Linked DNA regions of Zea mays: region 2 is linked to region 1. The links are chromatin contacts, called in public Hi-C maps. All regions are on one chromosome and are shown on one strand. The core of a region is the stretch at or near the end of the contact, and the rest is flanking DNA. Distances in the headings are between cores, read along the strand shown.

The links. Hi-C and Micro-C count contacts between places; a contact is called where the count stands out from the background.
Region 2: a Hi-C map of leaf shows a contact between it and region 1, with 7 times the contacts expected there. The contact joins the enhancer-like site here to the promoter of LOC100272544 in region 1. A contact is called at or near these places in 3 of 25 Hi-C or Micro-C datasets (endosperm and leaf).

What each region holds. Positions count from the first base shown.
Region 1 is chr5:54,162,075-54,168,086 of Zm-B73-REFERENCE-NAM-5.0, reverse strand. It overlaps LOC100272544 (RNA polymerase I specific transcription initiation factor RRN3 protein), which reads left to right and starts at 3,398. Exons shown (of 16, transcript NM_001359658.1): 1 at 3,398-3,951; 2 at 4,080-4,225; 3 at 5,729-5,833; 4 at 5,921-5,992. The coding sequence starts at 4,130. It overlaps LOC103628205, which reads left to right. Exons shown (of 12, transcript XM_020537987.1): 12 at 999-1,056. The coding sequence ends at 1,056.
Region 2 is chr5:54,269,670-54,275,681 of Zm-B73-REFERENCE-NAM-5.0, reverse strand. LOC109939920 (a long non-coding RNA gene) reads left to right here. Exons shown (of 4, transcript XR_004849425.1): 1 at 1-56; 2 at 139-274; 3 at 718-913; 4 at 1,876-2,157. It also overlaps the pseudogene LOC118472011. Among protein-coding and RNA genes, the nearest start is that of LOC109939920, 5.0 kb to the left of the region's middle. Within about 2 kb of position 3,116, at least 19 of the 20 cell types and tissues checked have an H3K27ac peak or open chromatin away from gene starts, as enhancers often do. A contact at or near this core is called in endosperm and leaf, where this site is marked.

The DNA.
Region 1 (6,012 bases), core at 2,149-4,648:
TGATCTGCATGCATGTTTTTTCAAGAATCAGAATAGGCATGTTTCTCTTCTACTCTGCAGTGCATATATAGTCTCATGTTGTTTTCTTCTAAACCTTGACTGGTGATGTCTCTGGCAGATCAAAGCAAACATTATAACCCTGGTTATTGAGGTTTTCACATATTCACTTTATATGCAGAAAGTCAAGTCTGAGGTCAGTTTCAACAATGCCAATAATTCAAATTCGTCATAGACCAGTACAAACCTACAGACTTGTGAAATATGTCTATCTTACAATTAGGTTAACAGATGAAGAATTACATATGCGTTGTTGATATTCTTAGTCGTGCTGGTCTATCTTACAATAAGGAAATGACTTGTGGCAAGAGCCTGAACCGTGGCCCTGCCAGGATAACTAAAAATGTCTAGCTGGTAGTTTGACCCTGCCCCAATAAACCGCTACTCTTAAATTCTATCATTGAGGGTTTGCTATAACTATCTGTATCTACTGGACTACTACTATTTCAACCATATAGGTTCCACGCAGGTTAAGCTCAATTAAAGTACTATAGTGTTGGTTTACCGTTTGCCTATATTTGTTCTATCTTCTAGTGGAGAAAGCCTACCAACACTTCATGTGGATGAACTTGTAACAGTTCTTTGTATTATGCAGAATCGATGGCATACTTTGAGGCTTTATACATCTCACTGGGCACCAGAGCGATGGCAGGAGTACGAACCACTTTGGAATTACTGCCGTGATAATGGAATAAAGCTTGTTGCATGTGGGACTCCACTTGAGGTAATTATTAATTGATTCTCACGATAACTGTATGTGATTCAGGCATATTGGAGTCATGAGTAATCTTGTTCATTTATACTTCTGAATTTTGGGATCATAACATTCTAGAGTTGTAATCTAAAATTGATTTGCATTATTCAAACAAGAAAGCTTATTCTTGTACCACATATAGTAATATCTTTTCCAGGTTAAGCACCTCTGTCACACTCCTTTTCAGCTCAAGGAAGGAAACAACAGCAGTGATTGGCAAGTTCGACTTTGTTGAAGCTTTGTAACTACTCGGTACTTTAAGAAAGTTAGCACGATCAAAGAGTGATACATCAGACCTTTTGTTGCTGTTTGTGCTTTTCTTTTACATCTTCAAACTTTCTGTATTATTGCGAATGCAATGTTGAGTAGAATAACAGAGTTCCCATTATTTAAGTTGTGTAGAGTGTGACATGGGCTTCTTTTGTAGCAAATGAAGCAGCTCAGCTGGGGATTTTGGATGTGTTGTGGACGAAAATATGATATTTTCTTATGTCTGTTCTTCGCCCATGGTTCTGCTTGTTAGCTTCTAGATGACATCAAGTCGTTGGTTACACGACTTACTAAAACTAACAAAGATCATAATCGTGAGTTGAGATGATGGCATCTCAAAGAATAAACTCTTGAATTCCCTTAAAAATAATTAGCTAATTATGATTGATTTTTTCCCCGATGAAGATCTTTTGTGGTTTTCAGTTTACATCTTTGAAGTTGTTCTTGTGACTTGATGTTGAATAGAATGGTAGAGTGTTGTAGATTTGTTTTGTTGCAAATGAAGCAACCAGGCTGGGAAACTCTTTATGTTCTGTGCATAAGATAGAAGTGTAAGTGAACCTGAGTTTTATCTCGAGTCTCATTTTAGTGAAAAGAAACGCGTTATGAGAAAAATAAGCATCATGATGGCGACAAGGGCAGTTAACATTGAAGCATGGAACATTTGGAATCTCGGAGATAGGAATTAAAAATGTTCTGGTACGCCAATATGGCTGACGCTCTGTTGATAGGGCGCCCGTAAGGGCGCCTCCTGTTCTAGTTGTTTACAACATGGATCACCTGCCGAGCTACGACGACCGATCGATGAACACTAGTGTAGTGTTTGACTTGTGACAACAAATTGGTCATATATTGCTTGTCTGAAAAACTGATACATGAAAGTGTTGTTCGTTCAGAATCTTCAGATTAATTGAGGAGCGGTTGTCTGCTCCGAACTGTTACGATAAATCATTGCACAACAGTTGTATATGGATGCATATGACTACAAATAAGATTATGAACGGAATGCATGAATAAAGAAACCGATGGAATAAGTAAACTAGGAAACAATCTTAGAATCATTTTCTGTCATTTCTTTTTAGCTATCCACTTCGAGAGGTTTCGTTTCTTCCTACGAATTAGGTCCCGTTTGGTTTAAGGTGACTAAAGTTTAGTGCCTAAAGTTTAGTCACTTTTAGTCCCTAAATAAGTAATCATAATGACTAAAATGGGGTGACTAAACTTTAGTTCTTTAGCCATCAAGGGAATGAAGAGACTGAAGTAGCATTTTTACCTTATTTGCTCTATTCACTTTCTTTTGCAGCAAACATCCACTAATTAATAGAGGTAATACAATCATTATTCATAACAATTAATGCTCTTTAGTCTGATTTAGTCAGGGTAGCTTTTGTGCCGGCCTGCGTTTAATTCTCTTCGCAAACACACATATTTACCTTTTTGTTTAAGTAAGAGCGTATGATGGTGCGTGTCTGATGACGAACGATGTACGGGGAAATTTCTTCCGGTATGTGTGGAACGTACTCTCCAATGATGAGACCATACAAATCGTGACATATATCGAAGTCTGCATGATACTGATGGTTGCAATGTAGTGGTGAAACGACTAGATTAAAATAACAAAATTTATGTATGGTTAGGATCACAAATTGATTTTAAAACATTTTCTCATAACAATATAACACACATTTTGTATATAAATTATCATACTATACTGGTATTATATATTCCCATTGCAACACACGGACACTCAGCTAGTAACAATTAATGCTATTTAGTCTGATTTAGTCACTGTAATCAAACGAGATACTTTAGCGACTATATTTTAATCAATAAGTGACTAAAGGAACCAAACACAACCAAGGCCTTAATCTGGGTGTAACCGTAGTCGTAGTCTATCTCTAAGGTCTTGTTCGGTTAATCCCGTTACCCATGGATTGGATGAGATTGGAAAAAATTAAGAAGGAGTTTGACTTATTTGAGATTTTAACCCACCCAATCCCACTCAATCCACATGGATTGAGAGATAACCGAACAAACCCTAATAGAGTTGTAAATGGTCAATACACCTGGCGTTCGATTGATCACGAACAAAACAAAAGCCATTAAGCCCAAATCATCGTTTGGCCCAAATAAACTACTACCTAGTTCCATTTACGGGTGGGGCCGTTTTGGTTCGGGATCGCTGTTGGCCTAGCCCATAAGAAGATCGGAACAGGGATCACGGGCAATTATCCGCCCAGGATACGCGAGGCGGAACCCGTCTAGGATACGCGAGTTTCGCTGGCCGTTGTATTGCAGGAAAATTTCCCGTTTTCTATATTTTTCTGTGAATATGATTCCTGTAATTCCAGAAGAGCCCTAAACTTCGCGTCCTACACGCGCCCCCCTCTCGCTCCCACACAAAAACCCTAGCCATCCAACAGGCAACAGGAGACCATCAATCATCAATAAATAAAAAATAGTAGTAATTCCTAACCCTAGGAGGCATCCTGTTCCACGCGACTCATCCCGTCGTCCGCCGAGCCGCCGACGCCACGCCAGGCCTCCACGCCGCGCCTCCGAGCTCCGTCGCCCCGGACCGCCGGCGCCGGGCAGCCGTGAGCTCCGACCGGACCTGCCCGCGCCCAGGCTGAGGCGCCGCCTACCCGAGCTCCGCCCAGGCCGCCCGCCCGCTCGGCAGGACGACTGGACGAGCTCCTCGCCGCGGGCGCCGAGCAGAGGAGCTCCTCTCGCGGAAGCGCGGACCCGCCTTCAGGCCGAGGTGCCGAGCTCCGCCCCGCCCCGCGCGGCCGCGCCCCTGCCCAGGTCCAGCCGCCCCGCTCGGCTCCTGTTCCCCGCTGGGGTTCCGGCACAAAGCTCCACGGCTCCGCGTTAGTAACACCTTGATTTTGGCGCATCGTCCGCCACTGACAGCCGGTCCCTGTCCCGGATCGCCTTCTCCCGAATTCTCTCCACTTCGTCCACGGATTCGTCTTGATTCGTTCTGTGGTTTCTGTAGATCCCATTGCTGAGATTCTTCCCGTGAGGAGGTGTTGGGGGTAGCTGGCGATGGGGGCGGAGCAGGGGTACGAAGATATGCAGGGGACCTTCAGGGACTCCGAGGTGTTCGAGTTTGTCGGGAAAGTCCTGCAGTCCGTGCGGATGGTACGGGCCTTCCATCCTCAGTTCGTTGCTGTGTAATATGACTGGACATTGATTTAGGTGGATTATTATTTGCCTTGGATGATTAGTATTCTCGTTGGACTTGGAAGTACTTAAGAATCTGTATCTTCAATCTTGCTATGCTTCACTTTATTGCTTCATTTGTTAAGCATTTTTTTTGAGCATTCAGTGGAGCTTGGCAAGTAAATTGGTGAACCCCCTGAACTTGGACTATATGTTCAGATGCAATATAGTAGCTCTGCTTGTACCTCAACTAAGGTCTCCTAGGATTTAGGACGCTAGAATGTGATACAGAGAAGTGCAGTATTCAAACCTTGTATTGAGAAAGCACCCTGATACAGAAAAGTGTAGTATTCAAACCTTGTATTGAGAAACCTTGTATTCAAACCTAAGCATCTGCTGGATGAAAACACTAAAGCAGAACCAAGTGCGGATCTGACAAATATTTGTTATCAAGTCCAGGAATTCACCAATCGTTGTCCTCTATCTCCGGTTTTGTTTCATATCAGCAGCGGCGGAGGGTGATCCAAAAGCAAGGAGGGGCAATTGCAAAAGCTGCTACTGTATTAGCTACCAAACTTCTCAAATCATGACTATAGGTGCATCCTATAAAGCATCCATGAGGATTGTATGCTATTAGAGTTACTGCTGTTCCAGAGGAGGGGGGTGGTGGCAGTTTCCCCTCCATGAGCCTCCGCCCCTGTGGATCAGTTCTGTAGATCTCTCGTCTAAATTGCTTCTATCTGCTAGAAGTTAACTAATTAAATGGCATACATCTTTTGCCAGCTTCTGTTGATAATTTGTTAAACATTAAAGTCTCATGTTCTGAACATACTCTCCAGAACAAAGCTGAGACTTGTGGTGAACTTTATTTTCCTGCATTGAGTTAGAAACTAAAGCTTGCTGGTGAAGACATGGTCAAATTTGCCAGATGCATGTGAGATGTGGAGTCAGGGAAATTGAAAGCTGATCATTTTCAAATTGCGGGTTTTTAATTAACAAATGCATGATTCTTCTGCTTTTACACCTCAAAACCACTATATTAAGGAAGCTTGTACACAATACATGTTTTAACAGGTGGACAAATGAAAGTACCTGCAGTGTTTATTTGCCTTCATTAGAGAGTAGGTAACAGTCATGTTCTTTTTGCTTGTTGTAGCTATGTACTTCAGTGAAGATTGGAGTAATGCCTTGTCATTTAAAAGACTCACCAAGCAGAACCCAAAATACATAAGTTATTGAGCAATATGTATGCCATTTAAAATTTGTATTTCTTGTCTGAGCTCAGTCTGCTAATTTGAGTACACTGCCTTTAACTTGTCCCCTACGTTAAGGAATTCATTCCGTTTTTTATTTTGCTTTCGATATCATCCAAACAAGGACTTATGAGAACTTCAGAGCAAAATTGTACTGTCTTTTTAATGAATTCCTGAGTTACTCGTATAGTACAATGTCAAGGTATTAACATGTTGATCTATCATTTAGGATCCGTTTTTAATTGACATAAGGGACAAAGATTATTATGATTACATGCTAGGCATTATAGACCCTACCAAGAAAAGGAGTACAGATGATGAAGCTATGTTTGTTGTAAGTTCGTAACTCAACTCTATTTCAACATGTCCACCTTTCTACACTGTTAATTCTATTTCATGCTTATGCCCTACCTTTTTCCAGACTATTTTGAGGGCACTATCACAAGCAGTATCCAAGATAGACACCGTGTATCATCATGCACTTCTACACAATGTAATGTAACCCTGAGTGGT
Region 2 (6,012 bases), core at 1,867-4,366, 110 kb before region 1:
CCAGTGAGGAGCAGTTTAGCCGGTTCTTGCATTATGAAGTGGATGCAATTAGAAAGGTTTTTTCTTCGCAATATTATTCTCTTTTGATGTATTCTCCTAACTGTGTTTACATAATTTATTGTTTGTGTTTGTACTTAGGCGTGTGCCAGCTTGGAAGAGGGCTACCTTCCTCTAGTTACATTCATAGTGGTGCAAAAGCGCCATCACACACTGTTTTGTCCTGAAGATCATCGTTCACACAGACAACCAGATCGACGTGGAAATATTTTGCAAGGTAAAACAAAATTGCTATTGTGCAATTGTTCTTGAAACTGATGAGGGCACATTACTACTATTTGATGAATCATATATGTATGTGTGTGTGTGTGTGTATATATATATATATATATATATGGCTCTCCTCTGCATTCTTAGTGTTTCTAGATACTAATTTTATTGTGTTCTTAGTAACTGTGGTTGACACAAAGATATGTCATCCAAGTGAATTTGATTTCTACCTTTGTAGCCACTCTGGCATTCAGGTGAGCCGATGATAGATGTTGCGATTCTCCAGAAAGAAAACAAATTCTCGTCTCAACACATATGGTTTTAATCATTTTGCACTTTTGGCAAGGGACGAGCCGGTCATCACATTACCATGGTGGACATTTGAGATTTGCAACCTTGTTGTGCATAGTTTTACACACTAAGCACCCATTGCACCGAAAAAACTTACAGGATGAACTAGATGCAAAACCTGAAGAGCTGGAAGGAGAAGAGTTGGAATCTAAGCTTCTAGAGCCTGTTGCAGCTCTTTCGGTGCATCCAGTGCATGTCCCAGGAAACAAGCAACTAGCTTGCCCTACTTCACAGAAAGTTATAGCTAAATACGATGAGCTGGCTGCACTACAAGCTGAAATGGCATTGTGATCAGGTTAATGTTCGCTCTATTTGTACATCTTAATGTGTATTTGATGTTCCTTTCATGGGATTAATTTGCTGGTATCTATTTCAATATTTGATTCATAACTTCTGTGTGCTCCCCTTAAAAGGTTGTTGTCTATTAAGAAGTGGAATACACGATAATATGCAACCACAAATTGTTTATCGTGCGGTATCCAAAAAGTTTACATGTATACATCTCTTCAGCATTTTAGTTTCCATTTAGTATCTTCTACTCTCTATTTGAAAGAAGTGAAGTTCTTCCACTCCCCAAACTTATAAATCATGTTTTACTGTTGTGAATTGTTTTGCTTAGATGTAGACAATTTTGTTTTTTATAGGAACATAGTTTTTCAAATTGCACCCCAAAATATGATAGCTTATATATTTTGGTTATGATTAGGAGTGTTGGGCTGCTGGCTGCCCGCTTTTTTTTCTTTTTTCCTTTTTAGGACACTTTGGAGACAATAGTTCTTATGGCGCAGTCAGGCTAGCAGGCTGCCATCTGAGTTTGAAATTACCGATTGCTGCCATCCTTGTGATCCAGACAAGGAAAATGTTCTTGCTATTTAAGTTATGAGGTGGAGTGATGGCTCTTATCTTGAAGATCAGGATCACTGGCGGTTGGGTTACTCCTTGATTCTTACATGGTATTTTAATGGATTTCTAGCAATGATTTTTTGCATCTTTTAAAAAACATAGAAGATCCTTAGGAATCATATCTGCTTTTAATATGACGTCATTTAAACTTGAATTAGGCGCCCCATTCCTATCAGTTCACTTCTAGATATGACAGGTAGTTGATATGTATTGCTTCGATCCGAATTTATGAGTTGAAGATATGGTTTAAGCATTCGATGAAAGTGAACTCGAATATCCAATATTCCTTACCAACGATTCCATTCAGTTCATCTCTCTGATGAGTTATGAATCAGTGGACTTCTACTCTTGCAGGATTAACGCATGGACCGAGGAAGCGCAATGACAAGCCTAATAGCCTGCAACTGATGAAAGGAATGGTCTCTACTACATGTATTATTGTCCATCCCATCTTTGTTTAATGGTCGTAGCTGCTTTATACAATTATTCCTACCTATGCTAGACTGTGAGCCATTGTATATCAATGTATTTTATCATATTGATTTCGTAGCAACGTACGAGCATATACCTAGTATATTTATAAACAATGTGTAGCACTTGCCACATTTAAACAGCTAATCTTAAAAAGACACGACATGCGAGGATTGTTAATCAATATCGTTTGTATACTAAGCAACCATTAATTTGAAATATCTGAGTAAATATTTGAGTAGACATAATCACATTGACATGTATTTATAAAGTGCGAATTAAAACTATAGTCTAGTCTTAACTAGATTACTATTTTAATTAACATTGGATAAACAACTAATTAAAAAATAATTAAAGCAGACGTGCGTCGCAACAACATAAACTTTTTAACATGCAGCTGACGTTACTACGAAACTAACATAACTTAAATGGTACGAAACAAATTTAAATCGTGGAAGATATGGATGTTTAAAAACTCCTATTTAACTATAGCCTCCGAGGAGTAGCAAACATAATTGCCATGTAATACCCTAAAATCATGTTTTAGGTAAATTAGGAAAAGTTTATCTCAAGATTAAAATACTGTGAAACAAATGACTAAATGAAATGAGCCTTGAGGAGTTAAAATAATCCTTTCATTTAAAACTTATACTTGAAAGATTCTCCAAATGAATTTCACCAAAGTGCGAACCAATAAAGGTTTCATGACCATTTTTGAATATGTAATAAACATTTAAATGGATAAGGTTATTACTTATTTTATTTAATGAATGGTAGGAAAAGGGATCCTTAATTATTTGATTGTGTGGGTTGATCTTTATTAAGTTATATGTTTTAAATGTATTCTTACTTAGAGAAATAAGAATAGCAATAATAAATATCCATATACTTTGCATCATGCTGGAATTTTTGTTTGTGCATATCAGATTTGAATTCAAACTTGAAATTTGAAATTGAAAACCAAAATAGGAGAATAAAATAAAAAGAGGAACTCACCCCTCACTGGACCGAATTCCTTAAGCCGGTCCAGTCTCGTCGTTCCCCCGCTCAGCCCATCCTCCTCCTTTTCCACCCACGCCAGCCCAGTCCACACACTTTTGCAGTCGCTGACGAGTAGGGCCCGGGTGTTGGGCAATGTCTTCCCCACGCGCACATGTGTTTATGTCACTAGCTCGCGGTCGCGGGCCACCTTGGTCAGACCCATCTTCTTTGTCGCGTCTGAACCCAGCTCCAAGCCCAAGTTCGCGTAAGTCCTCCTCGGCCAACACCCTCCACTGCGTGGGACCCCCCTTCGTCAGATCAACTCTCACTTCTGCGCTCACAGTCACGCGCATGTAGGGCCATCAGGTCGGCGTGATTCCTCCCCTCTCGCTCGTTCTAGTGTAACAGAATGGTCGAGATCCCCAGTAAGCCTGGCAACGCGCCACCTCTTCCGCTCAGACTTTGCCCTCCATGGGCTATAAATCTGATGACTCAATGCCCCTAGCCATCCCCAAACGGGGTCGTACCAACACCACCGACCACCGTGAGAGAGTGAGGTTGAGGCCAAAGATGTCGCCGCCGTCGTTATTCGTCTGTGCAGGCGACCAGAGTTTGGCATGTGGGCCAGGAGTGTTGCCTGGATGCAATGAACACAGGAGCATCGTTTTCAAGCATTGCAGGGCAATCGGGGCACGAGAATTTGTCGCTGGAGTTTCGGGTTCTGCCACAGAACGCACCTCCCCGTGGCGTGGGTATCCACCGGCATCACGTAATCACACGTAAGAAGCCCCTCACATTTTTCTTCGATGCGAGATATTTGTTTTACACCGGGGGTTGGTCGATGGGGTGTTCAGAGTTGGGAGGGGCGCCCAACTCCAGCGATGGGCCGTCGTAGATACCCCGGCTCCGCCGCGGAGCTCATGTCAGTAGAAGGATGACAATCATGGGCCGTTGATTCACGGAGAAACGGTTGGGATTAGATCAGCTTGACGGTTCGGTCAGAGTGATCAAAGTCGTTGGATCAAAATCGTACGGCTGCAATTAGACTAGGCGCTTACCCCTTCGTTGGTTGAATATGTGACATTGATCTCATATCTATCGGTTGTGATGTGCACGGGGCTAATACAGCCGAGCCAAACCTCATAAAGAGCCCCTCGGCTTTTGTAAAATCAACCCGCCGTCCACACAAGCAGGGAATTATTATAAATAAGTCCTTGAATTTCACAACTAGGTCCACAGAAGTTTCAAAACAGCCCATGGGGAATATTTTAAGCATAATATTTATATAAACAAATTTAGATAATCCATATCTAGTGCATTTTAACTCCGTTTTGATCCGTTCAAGTTGTGTTAGTTTCGTAATAAAGTTGCCTACACAGTACCAATATTATTTGGTCATGTCCCATAACTTTTATAAATAGATATTATCTAACCTATGTTTTGGTAGATTAATCTTTCTTAATGTATCCATAATTATAACCAAACTAGGATATGATCCCTGCTCAGGTTATTACTTAGAGTAAAGTTGAATTAGTTATCACTTTAATATATTCTCTCATATAATTTACATTAATCAACATAGAATTTAGTTTTATTATTTAATCACGAAAATCTTCCGAAAACCATATCTTACTAACAGTAACTCTGATTTTAGTGATTCTCGGACTCACGATCTCGTAGCATCACGTAGAATATTCTGACGTCGTTTGTTCTCATGTCTGGTGTACTGTTATTTTATGTACTTTTTGTCTGTTTGTATGTATTGCTGTGAATAGCGGAGAGGTCACGAGAATCTGAAGACCAACTTGGTTTCTAAGATCTCGAGTCTAAGGCAAGTTGTGCCCTTGATCACTCTTATTTACCTAATAATGTTCCTGTTAACCACTATGACATGCTCGGGTTAATTTGATGGGACCTAATAGGTATCCCTAGTATTGTTGTCCCACACCTTGCAAATAAAAGAAATATTGGATAAATTTGTTATTGCTCTACTGGTTTTGGGAAATTAATGTTATATTATGATCATGTTCCAATTTTGTTTTTGTTTTAATTATTGTTCATGATAAGATCATCATGTTAATTGGAACATGGAGAACCACCTGGGAAAACAGTGCTACCACAAGGGTGGAATGGGACGCCCTTGGCCAAGTAATTAGGAAAGCTAGGGAGAGATTACCTTACCCGAAAGGGGCAAGCGGGGAGGCGACGCTGTAGAGTATAGGGAGGTTCTTGGGTCGAACTCCTGTGATGACATTTCGGACAAGGGATTCCTATGCTTCCTTCTTCCTAAAACTGTAGTGGGTTTTCTTGAACTAGTGGAACTTTGGAAATGCCTCGTAGTGCTACCCTGTCTCGCTTCCTCGGTAGAGGTGTATGGGATCGTACAACCCCATGGAAAATGGGTACCACGACTTGTGGGTAAAGATGTGCAACCTCTGCAGAGTGTAAAACTGGTAAGGCTTTAACCATCTCCTTTGGTAAGGCTTACACTTCATGAAAGGGAATTAGGCTTACACCTAGTTCCTAAATAATTTTGGTGGTTGAATTGCCTAACACAAATAATTGGACTAACTAGTTTGCTCTAGTATATAAGTTATACAGGTGTAAAAGGTTCACACTCAGTCAATAAAAAGATCAAATATTGGATTCAACAAAGGAGCAAAGGGACAACCGAAGGCACCTCTGGTCTGGGGCACCGGACTGTCCGGTGTACACCGGACAGTGTCCGGTGCACCAGAGGACTCCAACTCAAACTTGCCACCTTCGGGAATTTCTAGAGGCACTCCGCTATAATTCACCGGACTGTCCGGTGTACACCGGACAGTGTCTGGTGCTCCAAGGAAGAGCCGCCTCAGGAACTCGCCAGCCTCGGGAAAACGCAGCGGCTGCTCCGCTATAATTCACCGGACATGTCCGGTGTACACCGGACTGTCCGGTGCAACTCCGGAGCAACGGCTACTTCGCGCCAACGGCTACCTGCAGTGCATTTAATGCGCGCCAGAAGCGTGCAGAAGGCAGGCACGCGCGCGCTGGCACACC